5 separate regions of the Mus musculus genome follow, and all the other regions are linked to region 5. Evidence: chromatin contacts called from public HiChIP or PLAC-seq data. All regions are on one chromosome and are shown on one strand. The core of a region is the stretch at or near the end of the contact, and the rest is flanking DNA. Distances in the headings are between cores, read along the strand shown. Region 1 holds the start of Amz1 (archaelysin family metallopeptidase 1). Region 2 overlaps Card11 (caspase recruitment domain family, member 11). Region 3 overlaps Iqce (IQ motif containing E). Region 4 has its middle 12 kb from the start of Gm38729. Region 5 overlaps Foxk1 (forkhead box K1).

The links. HiChIP or PLAC-seq counts read pairs in DNA pulled down with a chosen protein or histone mark.
Region 1: a contact with region 5 is called in an H3K27ac HiChIP or PLAC-seq map of bone marrow-derived dendritic cells, with 9 times the contacts expected there. The contact joins the promoter of Amz1 here to the enhancer-like site in region 5. A contact is called at or near these places in 11 of 39 promoter capture datasets (the 3T3-L1 cell line, 3T3-L1-derived adipocytes, the C10 cell line and 6 more), 5 of 115 datasets of contacts at active chromatin or transcription factors (bone marrow-derived dendritic cells, embryonic stem cells, epiblast stem cells and 2 more) and 1 of 9 other capture datasets (embryonic stem cells).
Region 2: an H3K27ac HiChIP or PLAC-seq map of large pre-B cells shows a contact between it and region 5, with 8 times the contacts expected there. The contact joins two enhancer-like sites. A contact is called at or near these places in 4 of 39 promoter capture datasets (frontonasal cranial neural crest, hippocampal neurons, pre-B cells and 1 more), 1 of 484 Hi-C or Micro-C datasets (pro-B cells), 1 of 115 datasets of contacts at active chromatin or transcription factors (large pre-B cells) and 1 of 9 other capture datasets (embryonic stem cells).
Region 3: a contact with region 5 is called in an H3K27ac HiChIP or PLAC-seq map of large pre-B cells, with 4 times the contacts expected there. The contact joins two enhancer-like sites. A contact is called at or near these places in 1 of 39 promoter capture datasets (hippocampal neurons) and 4 of 115 datasets of contacts at active chromatin or transcription factors (T-cell acute lymphoblastic leukemia, embryonic stem cells, large pre-B cells and 1 more).
Region 4: an H3K27ac HiChIP or PLAC-seq map of large pre-B cells shows a contact between it and region 5, with 9 times the contacts expected there. The contact joins two enhancer-like sites. A contact is called at or near these places in 1 of 15 datasets of contacts at CTCF or cohesin (large pre-B cells) and 3 of 115 datasets of contacts at active chromatin or transcription factors (T-cell acute lymphoblastic leukemia, bone marrow-derived dendritic cells and large pre-B cells).

The regions. Positions count from the first base shown.
Region 1 is chr5:140,722,688-140,725,387 of GRCm38.p6, forward strand. Amz1 (archaelysin family metallopeptidase 1) reads left to right here and starts at 1,440. Exons shown (of 8, transcript NM_173405.2): 1 at 1,440-1,481; 2 at 1,687-1,784.
Region 2 is chr5:140,943,393-140,946,092 of GRCm38.p6, forward strand. All of the region lies in intron 1 of Card11 (caspase recruitment domain family, member 11), which reads right to left. Among named protein-coding and RNA genes, the nearest start is that of Card11, 56 kb to the right of the region's middle. Within about 2 kb of position 1,364, at least 35 of the 459 cell types and tissues checked have an H3K27ac peak or open chromatin away from gene starts, as enhancers often do. A contact at or near this core is called in pro-B cells, where this site is marked.
Region 3 is chr5:140,661,704-140,664,403 of GRCm38.p6, forward strand. It overlaps Iqce (IQ motif containing E), which reads right to left. Exons shown (of 23, transcript NM_028833.3): 23 at 1,802-2,700. Among named protein-coding and RNA genes, the nearest start is that of Ttyh3, 14 kb to the left of the region's middle. Within about 2 kb of position 1,413, at least 107 of the 459 cell types and tissues checked have an H3K27ac peak or open chromatin away from gene starts, as enhancers often do.
Region 4 is chr5:141,024,450-141,027,149 of GRCm38.p6, forward strand. No RefSeq gene overlaps it. Among named protein-coding and RNA genes, the nearest start is that of Gm38729, 12 kb to the left of the region's middle. Within about 2 kb of position 1,357, at least 16 of the 459 cell types and tissues checked have an H3K27ac peak or open chromatin away from gene starts, as enhancers often do.
Region 5 is chr5:142,439,314-142,442,013 of GRCm38.p6, forward strand. All of the region lies in intron 2 of Foxk1 (forkhead box K1), which reads left to right. Among named protein-coding and RNA genes, the nearest start is that of Ap5z1, 23 kb to the right of the region's middle. Within about 2 kb of position 1,333, at least 384 of the 459 cell types and tissues checked have an H3K27ac peak or open chromatin away from gene starts, as enhancers often do. A contact at or near this core is called in bone marrow-derived dendritic cells, embryonic stem cells, epiblast stem cells and 5 more, where this site is marked.

The DNA of each region.
Region 1 (2,700 bases), core at 190-2,689, 1.7 Mb before region 5:
ATCTTTCTCTCTTTCTTCTCCTTCCTCTTGCACCTTTGGGTGAGTGCCCACAGAAGCCAAAAGACAGTGCTGGATCCCACGGAACTGGGGGACCCAGGTGGTTGTGATCCTCCTGATACGTTGTTGGGAAGAGCAGCCGGTCCCCTTAACCACCGATCGAGCTTCCCCACCTTGGCTTTTGAGACAAGGTCTTTCTCATTCAACTCTGTTTTCACCGGGTTGGTTAGACTGACCATCAGTGAGCTCTGTTGGACTCTGTACTGGGATCACATGGGGACCAAGCTTACAGCACCCTAGCCTTTGGGGGGTGGAGGGGGACAAGCTAGACTCCATTCAATCCACATTACAATGTAGCATCATCAGCCTAGAGTCCCCAGAGTCAGTGACGTTCAGTGACTTTGCCTCCCACCTTGCCCCGGGCTTCCCACTGACCAACCTCATTCTGCAAATATTCCTCCCTGTGTAACCGTTCGTCTCTTTAGTTTATAAATCAGTGTCCATGTGTGTGCGTGCACCACGTGTATTTAGATCTTCTGGAGGAGCAGTGGACCCTCAGCCTCTCTCCTGTTTCTCCACACTATCTTTTGAGACAGGCTCTCAACTGAACCTGGAGCTCCCAGGCTAGGTTGGCTGGCTTGTAAGCCCCAGGGATTTCTCCGCCCCTGCTTCCCCGGCTCTGGAATTATAAGGGCGTACTCCTGCATCTGCCTTTTATGTAGGTGCTACGAGGTCTGGATTTGAGTCCTCATGCCTATGTGGAAATCACTTTACAGACAGAACCATAGATCTGTCATCTTTTATTGTCCAAAATGAGCCAGGAGAGAGGCCTGGGCAGAAGGGTGAGAAAAGACTTCTGATAGGAGCCAGGCAAGGAACAGTGCAGGATGCGTGGAGTCAGGGAGAGGAGATGAGCAGGGTGCTGAGCGAGTGGTCGTCTAAGGGGTACCCAGCATCCCCTCCTGGTCTCAAGTCTCAAAGAAGATGGATGGAGGGCCTTGATTCTCAGAAGACTGTTAGCTGACCTCCCTAGGACAGGGCCTTCTGAGGGGATTTGGGGAAACTGAGTCAGCCCCAGACCTCATCCTCCGTAAACCTACATTATAGACAACACTGTAGCCCCAGCCATCATCAGCACGGAGTGATTATGCCAGGAGGTTTGTTGAATGACTGAATGACCTAAGTCTGCTCCTGTGCCAGGCAGCCTAGAACCCCCTTCATGAGGTGTAAGCCTAGGCCACTCGTGGGACACTCCCCTGTTTGTGCCAGAGGCGGAGGACACAGAGACCTCCCATCTCGCCCCCTCTGTGGGACCCTCTTCCCCACACACATCAGTTCCTGTCAGAGCCAAGATGTGTCGCCATGGAAACTGCTTGGCAAAGGCTGGCAGGCAGAGGCGGCCAGCAGCCGCTCACACTACCCAGCTCCTGGCGGCACCCGTTGAAGTGACACGAGCGTGCCTGGCGGTGTGTGGCATGTGTGCGGTAAGTGAGGGCTTGGGTAGGCACATAAGTGTTTGTGTGATGTGTGTCAGAGGTGGTCTGGGAGTGTGTGCTCTTGTGTGTGCATACATGTGCATGTGTGTCAACAGGGTGAACTGTGGCCGTATGCATGCGCTCTGGGTGTGATGGCTGCTGGGTGCGCACAGTGATGGGAAATAGAGGACTGATGGGGATGTGTGCACTACAGGCTGGGTGTCACTAGGTGAAGGACCAGACCAAGGTGCCCTGCAGTTGCTGTCCCCACCCTCGAAGTGGACCTCCTAGCCAAAGACAGCCACGGCTCAGGTAATTATCCGTCAGAAGGAGTGCATGACTGGAGGGCTTCTGGGAGGCGGCAGCTACTGGGAGTCAGGCAGGTGAAGGGGAGAAGAGCAGTTATCTAGGTACAGCCTGGAGTCTGGGAGTGATGAAGAAAGACTGGAAAAGAGGAGAGACAGCCAGTAGGGATGAATAAGGTTGGCTTGCACTCAAATTTTAAAAGGCCATCTTCCTAGAATGGGGGTGCCAGAAAAGGCACCCACAGAGGTGGCACATGGGGTGAGAGGACAAACGGCTGGGACAGACAGAGCCAGGTGGCTAGGAAGCTTTGATGCTCCAGGGACAAGATGGGGCTTTCTCGTGAGACTAAGGGACACCTGAGGATCTTGCTGTGCAGGAGGACTGGGCTTGAACGGAGAGAGGTCAGGTGGAGCCAGCTGTGCTGGGCAGTCGGGAGAAAAAAATATATATATATATGGAGGTTGACCAGATGTTTCAAAGTGAGTGCAAGCCTGTGGGTAGGGTAGAGGAGTGTCTGGGAGGCATGCAACTTCTGCAGTGTGAGAGCATATAAAGAGAAGTTTGGGTCCCCAGGGTCTTGTCCCCAGGATCTGAGGACAGTACCATGCTCTCCATGTGCTACTTGTTCTCTATCCTTGTAGCCCCCCACCCCAGCTCTTTTATCTATGTGGGGGATGAAGATACTTTGGTGACCCCACCCTCCAGGTGCCTAGAGCCACCAGAAGCCCCAGGGTGGGCTGTTCCCTGGCTCCCAGGCCCATGCTCTCCTGAAGGGAATGCCTGTGCCTCATCCTGCCCCCCCCCTTAGGGTGCATGGACTGCCAAGGTGACAGAGACAGATGTCACTGGGCATGTGGTGGACACGAGGAACAAACCTCCATTTGGGGGTCTTGCTCAGATCCCCCTCTCAGGTGTCTTCCCA
Region 2 (2,700 bases), core at 114-2,613, 1.5 Mb before region 5:
TGACAACTTGAACTTGGTCCCTAGGATTCAGAAAGCAGCAGGATCAAGTGAACTCCAGGAAGTTGTTCTCTGACTTCCATATACACAGCGTTACACTCCCCGCCCTCTCTCATAAATGAATGAATGAATGAATAAACAATACAGTTTAGAGCAACTGGAGAAGACACCTGAGGTGGACTTATGACCTCCACATGTACGCACATGTGCACACACACACACACACACACACACACACACACACACACACACATACACACGTAATCACAAACATATAAGTGAACCCCACCCCCAACACACTCAGGATATTTTGTAACTAGGTAGAAATGATGGCTGCAACATTTTGTCAATGTGTGAAATGCTACAAAAATGTTCAAGTTTAACAACAGTGGTAAATGTTGGGTTGGGGGAGATGGCTCAGTTAGTAAAGTCCACGGACATGATTGTGTTTGTGTGTAGCCTAGCTTGATGCAGGACAGTGAAAGGCTCTCCTAAACATCCCCCCCCCACGCACACACACACACACACACACACACACACACAAACAAGGTGAGAGGCTGAAGAGGTGGCTCGGAGGTTATGAGTGGATGGATCTTACCTTTGCAGAAGACCCAGTACCCATATTGAGTGGCTCACAACCAACTGTAACCTACGTTCCAGGGGACCGGATACTCCCCTTTTTTTTGCTCTCTGATAAATGTGCACACAGAAAGACAAAAATGGATAAAAGGAGATGGTGGGTTTTAGGCTTTATAAATGTCACCTCTATAAACGAAAATAAAGGCAGCTACAATTTTCAGAGCTTGTGGGAGCAGGTACCAGGTACAATTTCTAGTGGACTCCGTCCCCAAGACAACCTGGCCACAAGTATCTGTTTTTGGTTCAAGACACAGAGAATGAGAGAGAGGATGCTGTGAGTAAGGGAATTGAATGCTGGGATTTGTGCCCAGGAGAAAGCCCTATAGCTTGTCAAACCTGAGGGTCCCTGGAGGAAGGGAAGGTGGAGAACCTGGAATTGTGGGAGGGACTTTAGTGGGATGCTGGGGGCAGGGCAAAGTTAAGTCAGATGGGAGAATAAAACACAGCGCGTGCGTGCGCGTGCGTGCGTGTGCATGTCTGTATGTGTGCATGTGTACACACTCTCAAGTGTGTGTGTAGAGGGGGATGTTGCACTGGGGAGTGGGCCAGACGGCAACTAGGGCTTTTAAGAGAAAGGGGAACAAGAACTCAGTTTTATTTAGCACAAACAGGTGCAGGGGTGGGAGAGGGAAAGAGAAACGAAGAAAGGAAACACAGAGAAGGGAGGCCGTGGGGGCTGGGATGGGGTGGCGGGGGGTGGGGTGGGGCTGTGTGGGTGACAGGGCTAGCCAGCCAAGGAAGGCCATAGCTAACTCAGATTACACACATCCCTCCTGCAGAGAGCTGTGGAGAGCTACCGAGACCACGAGACACTTGAACAGAATTTGAGTAATTTCCCGGAGACCTGCTCACCGGCTTTGAAGCCACTGGTGATCTTGAAACTTCAAAACAAAGCAAAACAAAACAAAACAAAACAAAACTTTGATTCACTCTTTCCACCCATCCGAGCACAGTGAGAGGTGTTGAGCTACTGATACTCCCATTTTCCTTCTTTCTCAAGGCAGAGACACCCTCTTCTTCCCTTTAATGACCTACGTATACTGTAAAAGTGTCTTTAAATGTCATTGTTGGGAAAACGTTTAGGTCCTTTCTTATTTTCTTTATTGGAATATTAGATCACTGGGCATGGTGGCACATGCCTTTTATTCCAGCATGGGGAGACAGAGGCAGGTGGATCTCTGTGAGTTCAAGGCCAGCCTAGTCTACATTGTGAGTTCAAGGCCAACCAGAGCTACATAGCGATAAGAGACAGAGAAAAGGAGGGAGGGGGAGAGAGAGAGAGAGAGAGAGAGAGAGAGAGAGAGAGAGAGAGAGAGAGAGAGAGAATCAGTAAACAGAAGATCATATACTTTACTGGAGGTGAGTGAACTTGGGACCCCATGCGTAGGGACTACTTCTGACTTCCTGACATGACGCTGAATGACAGCAAGTAGCCTTTCACGCGTGTGCCAGTGATAAGACCCTAAATAACGAAAGAAGTCTGTTGGCAGTCCACTCCGAAGCTGCCCATCAGCCTGACTGGGCTCAGGGCTGTGGCACATGCTCTTCCTGTCTCTCAGTCTTTTTACCTTTCTGTCTGGAACGTCAGTGTGTCTACCCAGTGAGCCAGATCTGATGGTTTACAGTGAGCTTCAGGGTGGGTTCTACCTGGAGGTGACACTAAAACCCTCTACACAACACTGTGACTTTGTATGGCACGGATGTACTGTGTGTTTATTTCAAATGTGCCTCTAAGCCCTGCTGGCTTTCTCTCTCTCTCTTTCTTCCTTCCTTCCTTCCTTCCTTCCTTCCTTCCTTCCTTCCTTCCTTTCTTTCTTTCTTTCTTTCTTTCTTTCTTTCTTTCTTTCTTTCTTTCTCTCTCTCTCTCTCTCTATCTCTCCTTCCTTCCTTCCTTCCTTCCTTCCTTCCTTCCTTCCTTCTTCCCTTCCTTTGTTCTTTCTTTCTCTCTTGTGTTCTTTTGCTCTCTCTTTTTTTCATGTGCACTTGTGTGTGGAGGTCTGAGGTTGAAGTTTGGGAATCACTTTAAATTTCTCTCCCACCTTATTCATTGAGGCAGGATCTCTC
Region 3 (2,700 bases), core at 163-2,662, 1.8 Mb before region 5:
TAGGTAAGAACCTCAGGAGAGGGCCACAGGCTCCATGTCAGCCAGCCGTCTCTGGCCCTCAGAGCTTCCGAGCCACCCAGGAACGTATGGCTTCCCCCTCCCCAAGGAGGAATTTGCAATTAGTTTGACCAGGATATACTGGAATTTTTATTTAGATCTCAAAGTTGAGAGTGCTTTCCCGGGAAGGTATTTATAGGTTTAAAGACATCTGTTCTGCTCCAATCTTCCCTCTTTTTCTAATGATTGGTCTCTTCACAGAGAGGGCTCTGTCTCTGTGAGACTGAAGGCACAGTCCTCTCTCCCCTCCTCGGGAGACAAAAATAGACATTTATCAGACAGAATCCAGCCGGCACCTGCAGTCAGGGTCATTCAGGCACAGTCGCTCCTTGAAACTGAAATGAGTGGACCTACAAAAAGCTCCCATGTGCTGTGGGGTTTTACACAAACGCCAGGCACAGGGCCCTGGGAAATTAGTTCTGGTTACCCATCAGGCGGCCTACAGGGACTGTGGTCTTGGTGGCTTCAAGCCCCTCTGAATGTGGCATGACCATGCGGTCATACTGCATTAAGACTGCACCTTTGGGGTTGGAGGTGTGGCTCAGTGGTAGAGTAACAAAAGAAGGACCTGGGCCCCATCCCCGGCGCCATATAAAAAAAGCTCACTACAGAGTCTGATTCCGATCTCCGCAGGTTTGCTCCCACCCACACGCAGCTCACTGATGTCTGTTTTGCTAGTTTTGGGAAGCCTGGTTTGTATCAGCCTCCTCTCTGTGCTTCCTCCTCAGCTGCATCTGGTGGGTGGAGGTGAAACAAGGGGAGCAGAGGGGAGCAGAGTTTCCCAGATCTTGCTTTTTTTTTTCATAGGGGCAGCATCTTCAAGGAGGATGGCTCCAGTCTGTTCCTGGCTTTTGAGGTCCCTGCTGGCTTCCTGTGCACTCTCCAGAGAGGCTCAGAGCCTCAGGCAAGCGCGTGTGTAAACGTGAGCGGTGTGCGTAGCCTTTCACTTTTTCAGCTCTGCGCACAGGTCAGCTACAGCAGTGAGTGAGGCCTCGGTCAGCAGACTGACAGCCACCCATCGGGCGGGGTCACAAAGCGAGCACGGGCTCTTTTAGAGATGAGCTACCTACCAGCCTACACAGAAGGCTCACTCCTGCTCTTTAAGCACAAGGTGATGTGGAGCTGTTGCTGTGGAAATCAGGGCACAGTGACGTCACTGACCCAGCTCTGCACATACCTGGGCCTCCTTTGGTTCTGAATGCTGAGGTCAGAGGTCCTTACAAAGGTCTCCACTCCTACTCACCCCCAGGGATGAAGTTTGCTGCTTCTTAAGGCCCCACTGCCAGTCCACAGCTGGCTGCGTCCAAGACCAGCACACTCCCAGAGGGCTTGGCCCAACCCACAGCCTCTACTCTTCTTCCTCTTTCCTCGACCCACCCCCCACCCTACCACAGTCCCTGGCAATTGGCATATACCTCACCCCTCAGTAGTTTTTGTTTTGCCAATGGCCCTGGCTGGCCAGTCAGGCTTGGAGAACTTGTGCCTACACAACCAAGCCAAGCACAAGGACTCTTGTCTTACAGATCAGGTGCCGTTCAGGCCGGCAGGACTTCCAGTTCCCACATCGGCTCCTGGAGAAGTCAGCGGGAGCTCACTGTACTGCCCCTGCACCCCAGATAGGCTACCACGCCCCCCTCCCCCGGGCACTTTCTCTGATGCAGACAGCCAGGGGCAGTCTGCTCTGGCAATGGCGCGTGGGTGGAGAGCACAGAACACAGGACGGACACCTGCCAAAGGCAGAGGCTTCAGGCTTCACCCTCATTTACTGGGGCAGCTTCAAGACAGGCTTTGCCTTTAATAGATGAGCTGCTACACCAAAGGATGGGAAGGCTACAGCTTTCCTGTGTTTCAGAGGCAGGTTCTTAGAAAACCCAAGTGCGGGGGCTGATCAGACCTCATTGCCCACTGGCCAGGCTGGGTGCACAGGTTGGCCCTGCAGCTAGAGTGCCATCTTGCATAACCCCTTCCTGAGGTGGAGCACCCCCCCCCAGGTGAAGGGGGTGAAAACACCCCACCCTGACTGTTTGCTCACTCGGAACACTCAATGCACAGATGGCTGCAGTTAAATAAGGGAGGGGACAGAGCAGTGGCACATGGACACTCCTGGCCCCGGGAAAGGTACAGGCACATGAGGGCCACCTGTAGCCGCCGTCTTGTGTCTTAGTGGGTGGTGTCTGAGGCTTTAAGGGGTGGCAGCAATCACAGGGAACACAGCCAAGTTCTGACAAGGAAGCAGATCTACAGAGGGCTCCAGGCGGCTGCTATGTGAGTAAAGTTACCACCAGTTCACTGAGAAACTACCTTGGCAGGCAGCCTCCAGGCCATGGCTGCGTTGTGTTTTGCCCCCTGGTGGAGAAAAATGGGAGGCAGCTGTCCCTGGTCCCATCAGAGTATTAGGGGTGCTTAAACCTTCCAGGAGCAGGTAGACAAAGCTGGGCCCTCCCTCTTCCTGGTCTCTAACTGGCAAGCCCAGCTCACTTCCTGAACGTCCTATCAGGCAAGTGTTTTGTAGAGAAGGGTGCCAGGAACTAAATGGTCCCCAAAAGCAAACCTCTTGGGGGTCCCCACTGGTCTACTCCAAGAAAGAACCTTATTAGGTTTTCCTTGAGACAAATCTCAGTTCTATGGGACCAGGAAGTTCCA
Region 4 (2,700 bases), core at 107-2,606, 1.4 Mb before region 5:
TGACCCCCCCATAGGAATATGCACACATATGCACATATGATAAAAAGGGAGTGAAGAAATCTGTAGACACCCAAATAGAGTCCTTTCCCAAGTTCATATTCACCGGAATCTCAGAAAAGGTTAGGGTTTGAATCTGACCAGCTCAGCAGCTTTCACGCTGGCCTCTTGGTCCCCAGCAGGTGGCGCTGTTCTGAAGGCTTGTAACCCTGAGTGGCAGATATAGTTTGGGTTGGACTTTTGGAAGTTACAATCACCCTTGGTCCTGAAGAGTTCTCTGTCTTTCCTGGTTCACTGTGATATGAACAGCAGCTCCTTCTCACACACACTGCCGCCATGCCTGCCTGCCATGATGAGCTGAAATCCCTCAGAAGCCCTGAGGTAAAATAAAAGGCCCCTTTAAGTTGTTTCCAGCAGGTATTTTGTCACAGTGGCGCAGAAGCAACTACTACAGTAAATTCGCCAGAAAATAGGGTGTTTGTAGTTGCTACTAGGGTGAAGGTCTTGAGATAACATGATCTTAGATTTAGGGTAGGACCCACCATGTTGCAGGATATTTGATCACATGATGAAAAACAAGATTGCATTAGTTACTGAAAAAAAAATCTTGTTGTGGTGTGGCTCAGCCCTAGCACACACCTTTAATCTAAGAGCTAAAGTCAACCATAGGTCGAGAGGCAGAGCAAGCAAACATGCTGATGGGGAGTGAACGTAGTGAGCAGAGAGGAAGGTCTTTGAAAGCAAAGATATTTAAGACAGTGTGGAGCAGGAGGAGGAGCCTTTTCCTTCTGGGATGTCGGGTGCTTCCTTTGCCTTTCTGGGCTATCGGGCATTCACCACAGTGTCTGGCTCCTGGATCTTTATTGATAAAATCAAATGACTGGGGTTTTTGTTTATAAAACACCACTACCATAAATCCAAATATAAGTATGATGGTTAATTGCTGTTTTGAGTCAGGGTATCTCTATCTGTCTAGACCAGGTTTGTCTTGATCTCACAGATCTGCTTACTACTTCCTCCTGAGTGCTGGGATTAGAGGTGTGCATCACCATGCCCAGAGATGCTCAGATTAGAGGTGTGCATCACCATGCCCAGAGATGCTCAGATTAGAGGTGTGCACCACCATGCCCAGTGATGCTCAGCATCGATCATCAGCTTGATAGGAACTGGAGTCACCCAGGAGACAGGCCTCTGGGGAGGTCACTTAGGGAAATTTAGACTGAGAAAACTGTGGAAGGAAGGCACACCCTCACCATGAGCAGCTTCACACTTCTGGCTGCCATTCCAGACTGAATAAAGAGGAGAAAGCCTGCTGTTCTTTGTTTTCTGGTTGTGGTTGCAATGTAACCAGCAGCTTCACGCATCTGCAACCAAGAGGAACCGTAAGCTAAGACAGACTCTTCCTTCCTCACACCACCTCATCAGGTGTCCTGTCACAGCTAAAAGGGGAGAAAATGATGGGCTTGCTTAAAAGAGCCCAATGCAGAGAAACACAGGTGAGAGGCAGAAGCCACACATACATACACATTTGCACATCTCAGAACCAGTCCCAAGAATTTTCTGTTCATAGAGTGTCATGAAGCCGGCTGCCCCATAGGATCAGGGAATTTACCCTGACAATACTTTTATCTCAGACTTCTGGCTCTCAGAACACTGAGAGACTTTGCTTCACTTTGTGTGAACTTGTGGCAGTCCAGGAACAAAATCCTCTGCTCCAGAGAGAATCACACCGCAGTCATTGAAAGGGTAGATGCCAGCATTTGATGCTTACCAAAGCACTCGTTTTTCTTCTATACTAGATGGTTTACTGGGTTACATACAGTATGTGGTGGTTGGCTTTAATTTTCAACTGAATACAACTTAGAGTCACCTGGGGAGGGAGCCTCAATGAAGTGTTGTCCAGATTAGGTTGGCCTCTGAATATGTCTGTGGGAGATTGTCTTGATTATGTTAATTGATGTGAAAAGACCCAGCCCACCGTGGACGGCACCATCCCCTAGTTTTGAGCCCTAAACTGCGTAAGAGTAGAGACCACTAGCTGAATCTCCACTGATGGATTTCCCAGATCAGATTTGGCCTGAGGACAGATCTGTGGGGAATCGTCTTGGTTGTTAATCGATGTAGGAGGGCCCAACCTACACTAAGTGGCACCATTTTTAAGTATGTGGTTTTGGGGTATATACGAAAGCTAGTTAAACATGAGCCCAAGGAAGCCAGCAAGCAGTATCCTTCATGATTGGCTGGAGTTCCTGCCCTGACTTCTCTAAGTGATGGACTATGACCTAGAAGAATAAGCCAAATAAACCTTTGATGCCTTAAGTTGGTTTGGTCAGAGTGTCTTATCACCAAAACAGAACGGGAACTGAATGCTACTTCTTGTCTCCTCTGGTTTCGAAGAGCTTCCAGAATCTTCACTGTTCTGTGACATGTGGTTGAATATCTTGATTTTCTACTTTTGCCTCTGAACTCACTTTGTTGTCTGGCTAGTTCATGTTGTCTCATCTTTGGAGTCTCCACTACAACGCTCACCAGTAGAGCATTTGCCCAGGGACTCAGAGAGGGGCTGGGGGCGTGGCTCAGAGGTAGAACCCCTGCCTAGAATCCCCCAGTGAGGGGCAGGGGAGCTTGAGTGTGGCTCAGCAGTAGAGCCCCTGCCTAGAATTCCCCAGTGAAGGGCTGGGGTGTGGTTCAGTGTTGGAGTGC
Region 5 (2,700 bases), core at 83-2,582:
ATTTACATGGGAAATCATGTGGCTTTGAGCAAGCACACGACACTCACATGAGAAACAGGTGGGGCAGCCCTAAAAGCATGTTCAGGGCCAGCCTGGGCTACTGAGTAGGACCAAAATGAGCCTGGGCAACAAGTGGTACCCTGTCATCCTGTAATAAGAAGAGGACCTGGATGAGTTCAGGGGTAGACACTTTAGGGGCCTGAAAGGGGCCCTAGGTTAGCCCGGCATGGCATGGTGGCACACACCTGAAATCCCAGCACTTGGGAGCTGAGGCCAGAGGGTCACATCAAGGCCAGCCGGCTACGTTATTTGTTATAGAAACACCAGGACTATATAGTGAGGCCTCATCTCCAAACAAACAAACAAACAAACAAAGGCTCTTGGTTCAATATCCAGTACTAGGTAGGGTACGTGATTGTGGGATTGAATAGTGTAGTTTTTTGTGTTGTTTGTTTGTTTTTGAGACAGGATCTCACTTTGTAACTCTGGAATTCACTACATAGGCTGGCCTCAATTATCCTGTGTGCGTCTGCCTCCCCAGAGCTGGGGCTAAAGGCACAAGCATGCCTGGCTTCAACGTTTCTCATTGACAATACAAAGAAAAAGTGGTGCGTGCTGGGAGTGGGGCTGGTTGGTGGAGCGCTGCTTGCCAAGAAAGCCTGCAAGATCCTGAGCACTGATAACAGCAGACGCAGTGGCCCATGGCAGCCCCAGCTCTGGGCAGGTGGAGGCTGGAGGATCAAAAGCCGTGTGTAATACCCCAGCTACATGAGACCCTGTCTCAAAAACAAAACAGCAGCCAGCTGGCTAAGACACTGAGTGATCATAGGTCGGGTGTAGAGTGGCTTTTGGTCAGGTGGCACAGTGGCTGTAAAGACCTCCCCCTCTCCCCGAACCCCCGCCCAGCAGTTGGTGCTTTGGTGTCCCCAGTGCTCCCTTGGAGTCCCGACTTTGTGTCTGCCACATTCCTGGTACTGCTGGGAGGGGGCAGGCCCTTGGCTCCTCCTGAGTTCCCACGGGTGCGTGGTCACTCTGTCCGCAGTCGCTGTTGACAGTGGCTTGGGACTTGCTCTGGACTCCCTGGGCCTTTAAGTGTCACAACAAAAGATCTCTGTTGACATCCGTTTATCTCCACACTGAGGAATTCCATTGAGCTTTTGTAAAGCTCAGCGGCCGGCCGCTGGAGGTTCGCCTGCCAAGACTTTCTCAGTTTGAGTTTCTGTGTAGGGGTGGAGCCCACGTGTTTACAAACACGCCCTGCCCTTCCTCTCCCAGGCAGCGGGAGCCAGGGTGGGGCAGGCTTGGGGAAAGGGTTTGACTTCCCAGCCCGCAGCAGTGGGCCCCGCCCTGCTCAGTCTGCTTGCCTAATTTGGTGAGCTTTGCTAGCGGGTCCCTATTGGCCGACCTGGGCACCGAAGGCTTGGGGACCTCCCAGCTGTGGCTCCTCCCTCCATGGAGCGGATCCCAGGGTTCGGTACCTTTGCCTCACTCCACCCCCCCCCCACCCCCCCCCCACCAGGCTGGCTTCAGTTTGTTGGGTGGCTCCTTATTTCCCAGGGCGGGTTGTTCCGCTGTGGTTTTGAGTTGTGTGTATGTTGGGTTTTTTTGGGGGGGCTGTCCCTGCCTGCAGGGCTCCGCCCAGCAGATGAATGAGCTCTTTGAAAGAAACTGCAGCTTCGGCAGTGTTTTGACCTTTCTTTCTGTGAAGAGCAAGTGATTTAGGAAAACAGGGAGCTGGTTAATCATTTGCTGAGGCTACTGAGGCTAAAGCAGGCTCCGTGGGACTACACTTCAGCAGACTGCCATAGCAGCCATGAAAGTAGCCTGTGGGTCCCAGCACCAGGCATTTACCAGGAATCCCTGCACCCAGGGCGCTGAGGCAGGAAGATTGCAGATCTGAGGCCAGCCTGTCTGGCTGAAACTGGGAACTCAGGGTTCGCTTCTGTTACAGACCCTGTCCCAAAATTAAGATGGAAAGGCTGGTGGGATGGCTCAGTGAGTAAAGGAAGGTGCTCCCTCCCGAGCCTGAAGACCTGAGCTCAGTCCCGAAGCCGCATGGTGGAGGGGAGAGCTGAGTCCCTAAAGTTGCCGTCTTCCACACCCAGGCTGTGCAGTGCCGTGCCCGCCCCCTGCATGTACACGTGTAGCAAAGGTTAGCAGTGGTGATGTGAATGAAGGGAAGTCGGCATCAGAGAACTGGCCCCCTTAGTCATGGAGCTGTAGTACAGTTCTACTTTACTGCGGGCTAGGGCTAGCTCAGTCTCCTGTGCTCTCGGAGATTTGCGTTTGGAGAGCACCCCAGTCTGCATCAGAAGTCTAGCACCCCACCGAGCCCCGCCCCTCCCCTCCCCACCCCAACCCACTCCCAGCCTTAGTTTCACTTGCTTGTGGTTTCAGTTATGCACAGTCCAAAAATACCAAGTGGAAAACTGCAGAAAATGAGCAAGTTACAAGTCTTCAATCAAGTGCAGCGCTGCATAGCTCCTCCCCTGTGTGTGACTCCCTGCCCAGTGTATCTGGTGGGTGGCTGGATTACCCAGTCTGCACTGTGGGCTGGGGATGAAGCCCCATGGTAGATCACTTAACCTGGCATGCATCAGTACTGGGAGAGGGCGGGGAGGGTCAAATTCAGGCGTGCCAAAGACCAGCAGCACAGCAAGTTCTGCCGGTAAGTTACAGGCCACGCTTTATCGTGGAGTA